Regions from separate parts of the Sus scrofa genome. Here region 2 is linked to region 1. A link is a contact called in public HiChIP or PLAC-seq data. All regions are on one chromosome and are shown on one strand. The core of a region is the stretch at or near the end of the contact, and the rest is flanking DNA. Distances in the headings are between cores, read along the strand shown.

What was found. HiChIP or PLAC-seq counts read pairs in DNA pulled down with a chosen protein or histone mark.
Region 2: an H3K27ac HiChIP or PLAC-seq map of alveolar macrophages shows a contact between it and region 1. The contact joins two enhancer-like sites. A contact is called at or near these places in 2 of 2 datasets of contacts at active chromatin or transcription factors (alveolar macrophages and skeletal muscle).

What each region holds. Positions count from the first base shown.
Region 1 is chr1:72,016,626-72,023,309 of Sscrofa11.1, forward strand. It overlaps a transcript of PREP not described here. Among named protein-coding and RNA genes, the nearest start is that of PRDM1, 290 kb to the right of the region's middle. Within about 2 kb of position 3,461, at least 9 of the 83 cell types and tissues checked have an H3K27ac peak or open chromatin away from gene starts, as enhancers often do. A contact at or near this core is called in alveolar macrophages, where this site is marked.
Region 2 is chr1:72,146,970-72,153,653 of Sscrofa11.1, forward strand. No RefSeq gene overlaps it. Among named protein-coding and RNA genes, the nearest start is that of PRDM1, 160 kb to the right of the region's middle. Within about 2 kb of position 2,457, at least 1 of the 83 cell types and tissues checked has an H3K27ac peak or open chromatin away from gene starts, as enhancers often do. A contact at or near this core is called in alveolar macrophages, where this site is marked.

The sequences.
Region 1 (6,684 bases), core at 2,211-4,710:
GGTCAGTCCCCCAAGGCAATAAAAATAAAAACAAAAAATAAGCAAGTGGGACCTAATCAAACTTGCAAGCTTTTGTATAACAAAGGAAATCATAAAATGAAAAGACAACCTATAGAATGGGAGAAACTAGTTACAAATGATGCAACCTACAAGGGCTTAATCTCCAACATATGCAAATCACTCATTCAACTCAACAACAAAAAAACCAAACAACCCAACTGAAAAATGGGCAGAAGACCTAAATAGAATAGACCCTTCTTTGTCTGCAAAGAAGACATGGAGGACTGGTAGGCACATGAAAAGATGTTCAACATTGCTAATTATTCAAGAAATGCAAATCAAAACCACAATGAGTTACCACCTCACACTGGTCAGAATGGCCATCGTTAATAAGTCTACAAATAACAATTGTTGGACAGGATGTAGAAAAAAGAGAGCCCTCCTACATCGTTGGTGGGAACGTAAATTGGTACTACCACTATGGGAAACAATATAGAGGTTCCTCAGTAATTATATATAGATCCAGCAATCCCACTCCTGGGCATATATCTGGACAAAACTATAATTCAAAGATACCTGCACCCATATGTTTGTATTAGCACTAGTCACAATAGCCTAGACCTGGAAACAACCTAAATGTCCATTGGCAGATAAATGGCTTAAGAAGTTGTGGTACATACATACAATGGAATACTACTCAGCCATTAAAAAAGAAAGAAAGAATGCCCTTTGCATCAGCATGGATGCAACTAGCGATTATCATACTAAGTGAAATAAGTCAGAAAGAAAAAGACAAATATCATGATATCACTTATATGTGGATGTAAAATATGGCACAAATGAGCTGATCTACAAAACAGAAACAGACTCACAGACATAGAGAATAGACTTAGGGTTGCCACGGAGGAGGGAGAGGGATGGACTGGGAGTTAGGAGTTAGTAGATGCAAACTATTAAATTTAGAATGTTTAAACAGCAAGGTCCTACTGTAAAGTATAGGGAAATATATCCAATCTCTTGGAATAGATCATGATGGAAAATAATATTTTAAAAAAGAAGATATATATATATATATACATATACACACACACATATATATATGTATGACTGAGTAACTTTGTGGTACAGCAGAAAGTGGCACAACATTGTAAATCAACAATACTTTCATTTTTAAAAAAAGAAAGAAAAAACAATGGGAAGATTAATGCTAAACATGGTAGTATTAAAATGTGTATGAGGAGATTTGTGTGAAGTGATAGTTTTCTTTGCAGACTTAATTTGAAGAAAGGATCACAGAAAGCCTCCAGAAGATGAGAAGAGAAGTATTAAACATTGAGTGGTTTATTTCCCAACATGAAATTTCAACATCAAAGGTAAAACTAAGCCAGAATTTAGTAAGGAGGGAGGCACAGTAAGTGACCATTATTTCCTACGTGGGTCAAGCCAACCTTGTGTTAAAAGATGCAATGTCTAGTTATCTAATACATGATATACTTTCCTGAAAATAACTTCGAGGGTTTTTTTTTTAATTGAAGTGTGGTTCATTTACAAGTTTGTGTTAATATCTGACATAAAGCAAAATGATTCAGAACATAACTTCAAGTTTTGAGATGCTTGTGGCTTTTTTAAATATCATATTTTTATTTTGTAAAAACTTAAAGGTCACTAGGTCTCATAAAAATGGCATCTAATTGTTTTTTTAAAAACCTGTTTTCACAAAATAAATATTGGAAACAAACACTTCAGGCATTTCAAATACTTTTTATATTAAGTACCTCTTCTTTTAAACAAGAATAATATCTTCCTGACAGACACACCATAGTTTCCATCTGCACCCAAAGTTCTGCAAGTCTATAAACATTTTATCAAAATATTTTAAATTGGTCAAATATTTAATCCTAATAACATAATGTTAATATTTAAGTATAAAATTACTTGATTTTTTACACATAAGTTTTACCTTTTATTGTGCTCCATTATACAATTTTACATAGTGACATTATTATTTTAAATAATTATGCAAACTAAATTCACGTTTTTGAGCTCTGCTTCTCAGTTTATAGATTATCGGAAAAAGTATGAACAAAGAACACTGGTGTAATTTTCCAAGTACTTTAAAGTTGCTTAAATATTTACAGATCTGTAAGAAGCCTGTTTGAAAACATGAACATTCTGGTGTCAGGAAGAATTTCTATAACCAGTTCTATAGGAATAAAGTTTAATTAAAATGTAATTTGCTTTTAATATATTGCTAACGCATTAACAATTTTTTAAAAAACCAAAACCAAAACAAACAAAAACCCCAAAAAACCTAACAACCACAGATAAAGAAAGCTGACCCCCTACCTGTCTGAAGTGGGTTGGGAAGTTGAAGAGGCACGGCTTGCTCTCCACAGGAGAAAGGGGGCGGCAGCAGGCACACATCCCTCTTCCTGGGACCCCCTGTCCACCTCACGAACCTGTGCAACTGTGTTCTACTTGCTTTCAGTTCATTTTGATAATTTAAAATAACACCACAGAAGATGGGGAGGGCATGGTTTAAGTGCAATATGAAACCCGATGGAACTGTGTGCATATTTGCTAGCAGTAATATTACCACCTAAATAATAAGAGTTGTGACACTGTGAGTTCTCTTTAGCATAGTTTTGATACAGAGAACAGCCAGTGTAATTTACCACTTAGGGAAACATTTCCTGTACAGGGTTATTCATCGTAGATATTTTCTTATAAGCAGTTCATTCAAACATGATTTTATGACAGGCCCATGAATCCAGCAAGAAAAATAAGCTTGTAAAAGTATCTGTCCTGTTATCTCTTCAGCGGAATGGAATTTTTCTGTAATTTTCCATAAAGCACTTCTCTAATTTTTACTTAAAGTACCATACATGGACTATAGGCAAACATTTGTTATTTTCCAAACCAAGCATTGTGAAATTTCTCTTTAGATAAAATAAACTTTGCCTTTCTGCACTGGCATACATCTCATTTTGTATATGGGCATACACACACACACACACACACACACCATGACACACAGAGGCAGCAAAAGGAGGGTGGAAAATCTATGGATTCAGAAGCAGAAACCTTGGGAGCCAATTATGATTCTGTGTGCCAAACTATATGACATGAACAAAGTCACATAATTTTCCTGAATTCCAATTTCCTTTTATACCAACGAGTTATAATATTTACCTCTCTGCCTCTCTCAGAGAAACATGATAATACCCTCAAAAGATGACATATAGGAAAATATTTTGTACAAAGGTAGGATTTTCACAAAATATTTAAATATATTTCTTATGCTTTAGGGGCTCAGTTTCGATAAGAACTATCTTTGTTAGGCAAAAGTTAAGTTATGAAACTAAAAGTACAACTTTCCATATGATGTGGAGTTTCCTGTTCTGTGTTTTACAAGGCCATGTCCCAGATGGGCGGTTATTTATTACCATATGACCAACTCCAGCTTTGATTACAGTTATTAGAACATGAAAATATTGACAGAGCTGAGATCTCAGTTGTGCAATACAAGGACCATGAGAATCTAAAATGTCATGAGGGATCATCCTTCCCTCATGGGTTTCAACAGCTCAAGAGGTCGAGGATAATTTCAACAAAGCCATTAGGGTTGGAAATAAAAGGTTAAATATTACCTTACCGGTGAATTGACTAACTAGACTTCCCTGCTGGTCCTCAGTGGTCATGCTGAGACCTGGACTTTGACGTGCCTGGTGAGGCTGACCTAAGGCCAAGGAGGAGGAAGTCAGTCCTTTCTGGGGGGCACCGCCTGCCCTGGAGCTACTGGGCTCCATCCCAAGTACCTGTGGGCTCCATCGCTCTGGACCAGTACCGTAGCCATAGCTCAGGGCCTGGGGTGGGGCCTCCCTCCTGAACTGCCCCTGCCTCTGACTTCCCATCACTCCCAAAGGGCTTCTTGTTGTCTGTGAAGTTGCTGCTCTGGATCTGGCTTTCCTGTGCCTCGTACAAGTGCCAGTCAACTTAACTGATCAACTGAGTTCAAGGGCCTCACCCCGAAATGACTCCAGTGGGCCGGGCAGATAAAGTAAAGGGTAAAATGGGCCAAGCAGAGACTGTCACCCCGGAGGGTGCCTGAACCATGAAATCAGTGACCTCTGAGCTACAGTTCTTTGTAACATCACAGAAATAGAGGACTCAGGGTGGCCAGAAATTATCACCAGAATCCAGGAATCTGTGTTTTTAGCTAAAATCTTGACTGTTTAAATGTTGGGAAGTAAATCCAAATATTTTCTAATGTTTTTTAAAGTTTGTTCTTTGTTTGCCTTAAAGTCTAAGTAGACAGAACACATCAACAAGCCATATTCAGCCCACCAGCAGCCACCTTTCCACCTCTCATCTAACAGGTGCAAAAGGGAGAATATTAAAGGAGGATCCCTCCCCGTATACACACAGAATCCTCTTTGCCCTGTCAGTTAACATATGTGCATCAGAGAAACAGCCTGTCAGTGCCCCATTTTACTTTGTTGGAAGTCAAAAGGAACTGGTTCTGATGAGTACTTCAGACTAGATTGGAAGAAAAGGTGACCCATGTCACCAAGGAGGAAATATTGTCGGAAATCAGGCCTCACAGCTTCCCCTTTGCCCTCTCTATGACAAATATAGCCCACTCTGCACTAAGACAGCCCTGAGAACTTCATCCATGGGGGATGCCATATGGTCGCCCTGCCAGCTGCTTTGTAACCCCTCGCCCAGGCCTTTGGCTGGTCCAGGGTCTCTGGGTGAAGGGAGAAGATTGTACGCCAGAGGGCGGGACATACACAAGTCAACACGCCAGCCCAGTGCCCACATGAGGAAGTCATGGGTCGGTTGGCAAGTTATTAGCAAAGATAGAAATAAGAGCAGAGTTCATTATTTCCAATGAATAATAAAAAAAAAAAAAGTTACTAATTTAGAGAATCACAGAGTAATGCCCAGAGATGCTTCTAAACCCGCTATGTCAACACGATGTGAGGGCTTACAGTGCAATACAAACACACTGAAGAAAAGATGGTGCCCTGTACCCAGGCCCTTCATGTAGGTAGAGACTTTTCTATATGCTGCAGAAATGTCAGGCCAGCACTTCTCAGAAATGGAGAAGGCCAAGAGACGTTATCAGTGGTCAAGAGATTATTCTAGCTGATTACACTGCCAACACCCAATAATTGTCTCCATTTCAACCAGAAACTGATCAAGTATGACAAATGTGGCCTTGTTACTCAAGAGGTCTCTGGAAAGCATCGCTCTGCTGTTTGTGACTTTTGAAAATCAAAAAATGACTCAACCCAAAAGAAAAAAAAAAAAGATTTGATTGAATTACCTTGCAGAAACCACCTTTAAAATCAGTGAGCCTGCAAATGGGATCTTAGCCAGTCTGGAAGCAGGCCATGATAGGCTCTCTCTACAGAGAACCAGTCTGTCCAAAGCCATGGGAAGTGCAAGCTTGAAAGTCCACAGTCCAGGATCAAGACCTGTCTGGCTGCTCTGCCATGGCTGAGAAAGGAGCTGCTCCTCTTATGTAATGGGAGCCAGGCTTACAACACAGGGCACCAAGAATGGCTCCCAGTGAAAGCAACAAGGGCTGCATGGTAGCCATCACCCACAGGAACTGGTTTAACTGTCACATTCTGCTTTGTTGGCATATGTTTTACTGGGAGGTTTTTATAGCTTTCATTAGTATTCCAGAAAAAAAAAAAAAAAAAGATTATCAATCATGTCATTACCAGTCCTCCCATTTAACCTTGGAGAAACTAGGATGAGCAGGTAGCCTTTCTCAGCTCCCTTCCAAAATTAGTCGCTTTGACATATAGGATGCTGTAGCCCAAACCGCTGGCCACAGCAGTAGTCCCCTCCATTGCGATGAAATGTGACAAGAGAGGGAGAAGATCCAGATGGAGTAGGAAGTCATCTCTTGGTTTGGGTCTGTTAATTTATGAGAGAGGAAGGGGTCGTCTCTACCATTTCAGAAATGTCAGCTGAGACTTTAGATTGTGTCCACCCAGAATATTTTGTTGTTCCCCCCCCCCAAAGCACTATGGAACCATATTCCGCTTTAGGAACAATTTCCAAGTGTGACTTCAACTGGAAATTTTATGAGCTCATTCAGGCACGACCTGTGTCATTTAACAAAATGCTGCTTCAGTGCAGAAATAAATATGCTTGTAGGGGGTGGGGGGGATCCCTATGTCTAACCTACAAAGGAGTCCTTAATTCAACCCACAAAGAACTGGCCTATTACCTATCATCACAGGCTCAGCAGGGAGGGAGAGAGCAGCTACTCAGGTCAAGTTTTGTAGAGGGGAAAAAAAAAAAGTGTGACATGCCCTATAAAATAAAATCTTTTATATTTGTATAGTAGGAGTTTTAAGATGCTTTTTTTATACAACTAATGCAATTCTCACAACCACCCTTGTTTTATAGAAGAAGCACCAGAGGCTCAGGGGTGTTAAAACTTGCCCAAAAGCCCTTCCCTTCTAAAATGCTCACAGACACAGAGAACAAGCTTGTGGTTGCCAAGGGGGAGAGAGAGGGAGTAGGATGGACGGGGAGTTTGAGGTTAGTAGCTGCAAACTATGAGGTCCTCCTATATAGCATAGGGAACTATATCCAATCTCTTGGGATAGACCAAGATGGAAGCTAGTATAAGAAAAAGAATGTATATATATATGCAGG
Region 2 (6,684 bases), core at 1,207-3,706, 130 kb after region 1:
TAATAGATGTTATCAGTATCAGGCAGAGTGGTTAGCACTTTACATGGACTATCACCCCTGAAATCCTATAAGACAAGGATTGTTATTCTTCCCATTTTATAGATCAAGAAACAGAGGCTTGAAAATGTTTACCCAAGGTAACTTGTCAGCAAGTGGTGGGGCCAAAACTGGGACCCAAGCCTATCTGATGCCAGGGTCTGGTCTTTTAACAATCATCTGACATTGCTGTGATCTTTAAAAGCCAAGTGGCCCCACAGAACACTCAGTGCAAGAGGAGGAAGAGGGGGAAAGAAGGAGGCAGAGGGGAGGGGAAGAGGAGAGGGAGAGGGAGGGAGAGAGAGAAAGAACTAACATATATGTTGGGAATATTATAAAAGAAGCATGTAGAGGTTACAAATATGAAGAACTTCACATCAAATCTGGTGATCTCTTTGTTTCTTGCTTATTTTTTTCACTCTTCCAGTTTCAGTTCTTCTGGTAATTTTTTTTTTTAAAGAGGAGCAAGTACTTATATCTTAGTCAATTATAAAATTGATTAACAGTAAATCATCTCTTCCTCCCTTCTACTTTTTCCAAATCTTTATTAAACACCCACATTAAACACTACTGTGTGCCAGACCCTGTCATTGATATTCTACCTCTAAATCCCACTTAATTTACTTGGAGTAAGATGAAAAAATATTTTAACTATTGACACAGACTAAGACAATGGGGCACTAGGTTAAAAAAGCAACAAACTGTCAGAATAGTAAAAGTGATGACATGAAAAAAATCAGATGAAGCCTCATGTTCATGAACCAGACCAGATGTCCAGCTCAAGTGACAACTCCACTCTCCCTGACCTTCACCATGAAAGACATAAAACCACCATTAATGCTTAGGCTACTTGAGAAAGGCCTTTTGTGGGAAAAAAAAACAGATAAAGGGAGTGGGCAGGAACCAGAGGATCAATGAGAGTCAATGAGAAAAATTGGAAATACCTAATTTTCATATTGTTTATGGCCTGGTGGCTCTGTGAATCATGAAAAAAAGAGTTAAGACCTGTCCATATATATATATATATTTTTTTTTTCTTTTTTGGCCTCACCCATAGCATATGATATGGAAGCTGCCAAGCCAGGGATGGAATCCAAGCCACAACTATGACCTACGACACAGCTGCGACCTACACCACAGCTGCAGCAATGCTGGATCCTTAACCCACTGCATTAAGGGGCTGGGGATCAAACCTCTGCCTCCACAGTGACCGGAGCCACTGCAAAGACACTGCCAGATCCTTAACCCACTGTGCCACAGTGAGGATGCCAAAACTTTGTCTATCTTGTTCATCATTACATCCACAGCACTTGGCATCCTACCAGGAATATAGAAGGTGCTCTATAAATAAAAAATTTCAATAGATAAATGAATTAATTAATAGGCCAGAAAATCACAAAGTAGCAGTGACTGTATTGTCTCTGTTATTTGATACAAAAAGAAGAGCCATTCATCCAGAAAATGTTGACGTCTCTATATCCCATTTATGTACATCCAGAAATCTCTGATAGCCTAGCAGTTCTATTATGAATCCACATCTCACAGTAACAATTAAAAAACACAGTCATCTATGACTCTGATATAAGATACAACCATAGATAAGAGATGAGAGGCAGCACGTGGAGGGAATTAGTCACTTCCTAACTTCTAAACCTGTTTGGTTTCATAAAGAGGTTCAGTCACCCTCAAGATTCGTCATAGCCATGAGGGAACCTTCCTCATGGAAAAGATCACCTTGTTGGTTTCTGTTTAATGACCCCACTGACCACTGCCTTCCAAGCATCCTGAATCAAGAACTGATTGTGAAATATGGGGAAATCTTGTTTAGCTCAAATCATAAGACCCCAAAGTCCTCCCCAAGAGTCACTGATATTTAGACTGATCAAGTGTAATGGGAAAAGCAAACAGTCTGCTCAGTTTTCCTCCATGATGTCACCCGTTTCTTTCTACCTCACCACAAGGGAGTTTTATATAGTAGTCATAAAAGTACCGTGTAAAAAAAAAATTAGAGCACATTGAATTGACAATAGATTTTAGTAGTCATTTTTATTCAGCACATATTAGCTCCCTGTCTTAACAATCCTCAGAAGCCACTGATAGTAATTGCCTTGGAGCCTCTCTGCCTTGACTAGAGAAAAGTTCAGACAGAACCCAAAAGAGCAAAAGACAAGCAAGGCTCAATGGAGGTGAGAAAGCACAGCTGCAAGGGGCATAGAGAAGAGGAAACTGGCGTGGAAAACAGGGTCACTAAAAAAACAGACAAGCAAAGCTCAAATGGGTTACAAAGCATTTGAGTCTAGACGTAGTGATAACAGAAGTAATAGCACCAAATAAAACATGAAGAAAGCAGTATATAGATGGATAGGACAGAAAGAGGAAGCAAAGAGAGAAGTTAAATACAATGTCAGAGAAAACCACACTTAGGCGATGAAGACCTGGGTCATAGAAAAGTCAAGACAGGGGGTTCCTACTGTGGCTCAGCAGGTTAAGAATCTGACTGGAGTCCATGAGGCTATGGGTTTGATCCCTGGCTTCACTCAGTGGGTTAAGGACCTGACATTGCCACAAGCTGCGGCATAGGTCCTGGATGCAGCTTGGATCTGGCATTGCTGTGGTTGTGGCATAGCCTGGCAGCTACAGCTCCAATTCAACTCTAGCCTGGGAACTTCCATATGTCACAGGTGTGGCCCTTAAAAAAAAAAAAAAAAAAAAAAGTCAAAGCAGTAACAGATTAAAGACTCACTAGATTGTGTATCCTTGGGGTTGCCTGATTCTGGCACCACCATGCACAGTATATTTTTGTTGAATGAATGGGATGAAGAATGAAAAGATGAAGAAGAAAAGTGACAGGCTTGGCAGCTATAGGGTAGCTCTAAGGATTTACTCGAAAGAATAAGAAAAGGAGAAGTACCTGTGATAAGTTAGAGAAGCATAGCATTTGGCCACAGGATCAGAGTAACAGCAGGAATTCTGAGAGGAGCTGCCCAGTGAGCAGTCAGCAGTATGAGCTGACTGCTCAGTCCATGAAAGAATCAGGAGTGGAGCTGAAAGTTTAGGGGTACAATCTAGTGGCAGGTAAGTAAGTGAGATCACAAGAGAGAAGCTGAGGACAAGGCGCAGAGCATAGGCACAGTAGGAAAGGGAATGAACAAAGGGGGATAAAGCAAGATCAAGACAAAAACAAAAAACAAGAAGAACTAAGAAGATGTCATCTCATGACTTTGGTGGAGAAAGTTTCAAGGAATGGTTTGTGTTGTAATGAGAAGGATATGGGCCTGAGAGTGAAGGAGGCTGAACCTGAGCCCTGGCTCTGTCAGAAGCTTAATTTTGGCCTGAGGCAAATGCCCAAAGTTGTGTGGCCTCCAGGTAATACTCTGCAAGAGGTCTCTGAGGGTTATGCCAGCTCTCAGCATCCTTGGAATCCTGAGGACTGAAGATGTCAGAAATCAGGACAGAAGGAATAAGGAAAAGAGAGTGGGAATTAATCTCAAAGCAAAAAGTCTCCATTAAGGGCAGAAACCAACAGGCAAGGACTGAGAAGAAAAGAATAGATAGGGCTTCAAGATTTTGCAAACAAATACACAAGCCCAGAAAATCAGCAGGATCAAAAAGAGGAGAGACTAGAGTTCACTGAAGCCAAGGAGAGGAGAGATTATAAAGGTGAAAATTTGAGACAAGATCTTAGAGAAAATGAGTAAGGATCCAAAGTAGAAGTACATAAAAATGAAAGAACTTTTTCCCTGGGGTGCTAGGAAGAACGGTGCCATATCAGTAATATGAGGGCAAAAAAATTTAAATAGAGACTGCTTCCCTAGAGCTGAGTCTCTTAACAACATGGTCTGAAAAGATGGTAAATCTTTGTATTAGTTATCTTTTGCAGTATTACAAATTACCCAAAAACCTGTGGTTTAAAACACCAAGTATTACAGTTGATAAGGAGCAAGAATCCAGAAACACCTCAGCTTGGTTGTTCTGGCACAGGCTCTCTCATGAGACATGTAGTCATGATGCCTGCCTGGGCTAAAATCATCTGAAGGTTTGACTGGGGCTGGAAAATCCATCTCTGGGATGGCTAACTCACAGGGTGGTAGGCTGGAGGCCTCGCTTCTTTGTCAGGTGTACCTTAGGTCATGCCATGGCAGCTGACATCCCCCCAGAGCAAAAGACACAAGAGAGTAACCAAAATAAAAGCTACAATATCTTTATGACCTAGTCTCTTAAGTGACACAGTCATTCTACCATATTCTGTTTATTAGAAAAGAGCTCCTAAGTCCAGCTCACTCTCAAGGAAAGGTGAGGAGTATAAAATAACTTGTGGATAAATTTTAAAACCATCACGTCTTCAAAGACCATGTGGATTAGGAAGAGGACTGGTAATTTAGAAAAAAGTAGCTGTGAAATATCCACTGAGGGAATATTCTAGGGATTATTGAGTATAGATTAGAACATTCTCCAAAAGGAACCCTCCTACACCTTGGTGGGAATATAAGTTGGTGCAGCCACTATGGAAAACAGTATGGAGGTTCCTCAGAAAACTAAATATACAACTACTATATGATCCAGCAATCCCACTCCTGGGCATATATCCAGACAAAACTATAATTCAAAGACATACATGCACCCCAATGTTCATTGCAGCACTATTCACAACAGCAAACATATTGGAACAACTTAAATGGCCATTGGCAGATAAATGAATGAAGATGTGGTAATCGGAGCTCCCATCATGGCTCAGTGGTTAACAAATCTGACTAGGAACAATGAGGTTTTGGGTTCGATACCTGGCCTTGCTCAGTGGGTTAAGGATCCAGCGTTGCCGTGAGCTGTGGTGTAGGTCACAGATGTGGCTCAGATCCCGCATTGCTGTGGCTCTGGCATAGGCCGGTGGCTACAGTTCTGATTAGACCCCTAGCCTTGGAAACTCCATATGCCCTAGAAAAGGCAAAAAGAAAAAAAAAAAAATGTGGTAATATACACATTGGAATACTACTCAGCCATTAAAAAGAATGAAATAATGCAATTTGCAGCAACATGGATGCAACTAGAGATTATCAAACTAAGTGAATTAAGTCAGAAAGAGAAAGACAAATACCATATGATATCACTTATATGTGAAATTGAAAATATGACACAAAGGAATCCATCTACAAAACAGAAACAGACTCATGGATATAGACAACAGACTTGTGGTTGCCTAAGGGGGAGGGGGATGGGGGAGGGGTGGAATGGAAGGTTGGGGTTAGCAAATGTAAACTATTATATATAGAATGGATAAAAAAACAAGGCCCTATTATATAGCACAGGGAGCTATATTCAATATCCTATGATAAATCCTAATGGAAAATAATATTTTTAAAAAAGAATGTATATTTTTAAAAGATTCCTAAGAAGGAACTTAATGCTACAACAACAATAACAAAATGGTCTTTTACAAAGAGTGAAAATAATGACGTGACTTTATACCAGGAAAAATGCTATTGCTATCAGAGTAAAAGCTTTAAAAAAAAAAAAAAACATTAAGTCATAACAGATTAAGAGATTAAAAGCACACCAGAGCCACCAGACACATTGACTTCTATGGAATTACAAATGAAACACTGATATATGCATAAAATCTGGCACACGGCTAAGCTCACTGCAGTGGTCAATGAAGTTCAATTTGAGCCCTTATCCAATTAGGTAGGAAAGTTCTGTGCAGTTTACCCCAGTGCTCTCAGTTCCACTGAATTAATTATCCCCTGAAAGCAATTTAGAGCAAGAATCACATTGTTGTTGTTATTGTTGTTTATTTTAGTATCCCCAATGTTAGTATAACATCTGTAGGAAAGAAAGCATAGAGACCATGTGAATATCTATTTGATGAAAAGATGTGTGGGTGGATGGATGGATGAAACCAGTTCAAAAGGAGAAGATAATGCGTGTTATTTCCCTTTGTGCACTTTGAATGTTTAGATTTTAATGGGGTAAGAAAGTATTGAACTCACTTTTTCTTAACCTTGGAAATATTGGTCGTTTACATAGGATCATATAACACACGATGTAGTAGCCAAATATCCATTCTAAGACAGGAAATAATTAGCAAGTGTATTAGGGGTGCTATTATGTTGAATTATTAACAAAAATATTTGTTAAGGGAGTTCCCGTCGTGGCGCAGTGGTTAACGAATCTGACTAGGAACCATGAGGTTGCGGGTTCGGTCCCTGCCCTTGCTCAGTGGGTTAACGATCCGGCGTTGCCGTGAGCTGTGGTGTAGGTTGCAGACGCGGCTCGGATCCTGCATTGCTGTGGCTCTGGCGTAGGCCGGTGGCTACAGCTCCAATTCAACCCCTAGCCTGGGAACCTCCATATGCCGTGGGAGCAGCCCAAGAAATAGCAACAACAACAACAAAAAGACAAAAGACAAAAAAAAAAAAAATTTGTTAAATTTTTAGGTATATTTTTCAATTGTGTGATTTATTTATCTCTATTTTCTTCTGCCTGTCATTACTATTCAGTGATAAATGTGTACAATAGATCTGCTTGATTTTTTGTATTGTGAAAAAAGGAAGAACCCAAACTCAATTAAAACTTTCATACTCTAATTATTTTTTCTGGCTATCTTACTTTAGTTAAAATCTATGATTCAAAGCCCATGTTTGTCAAAAATAA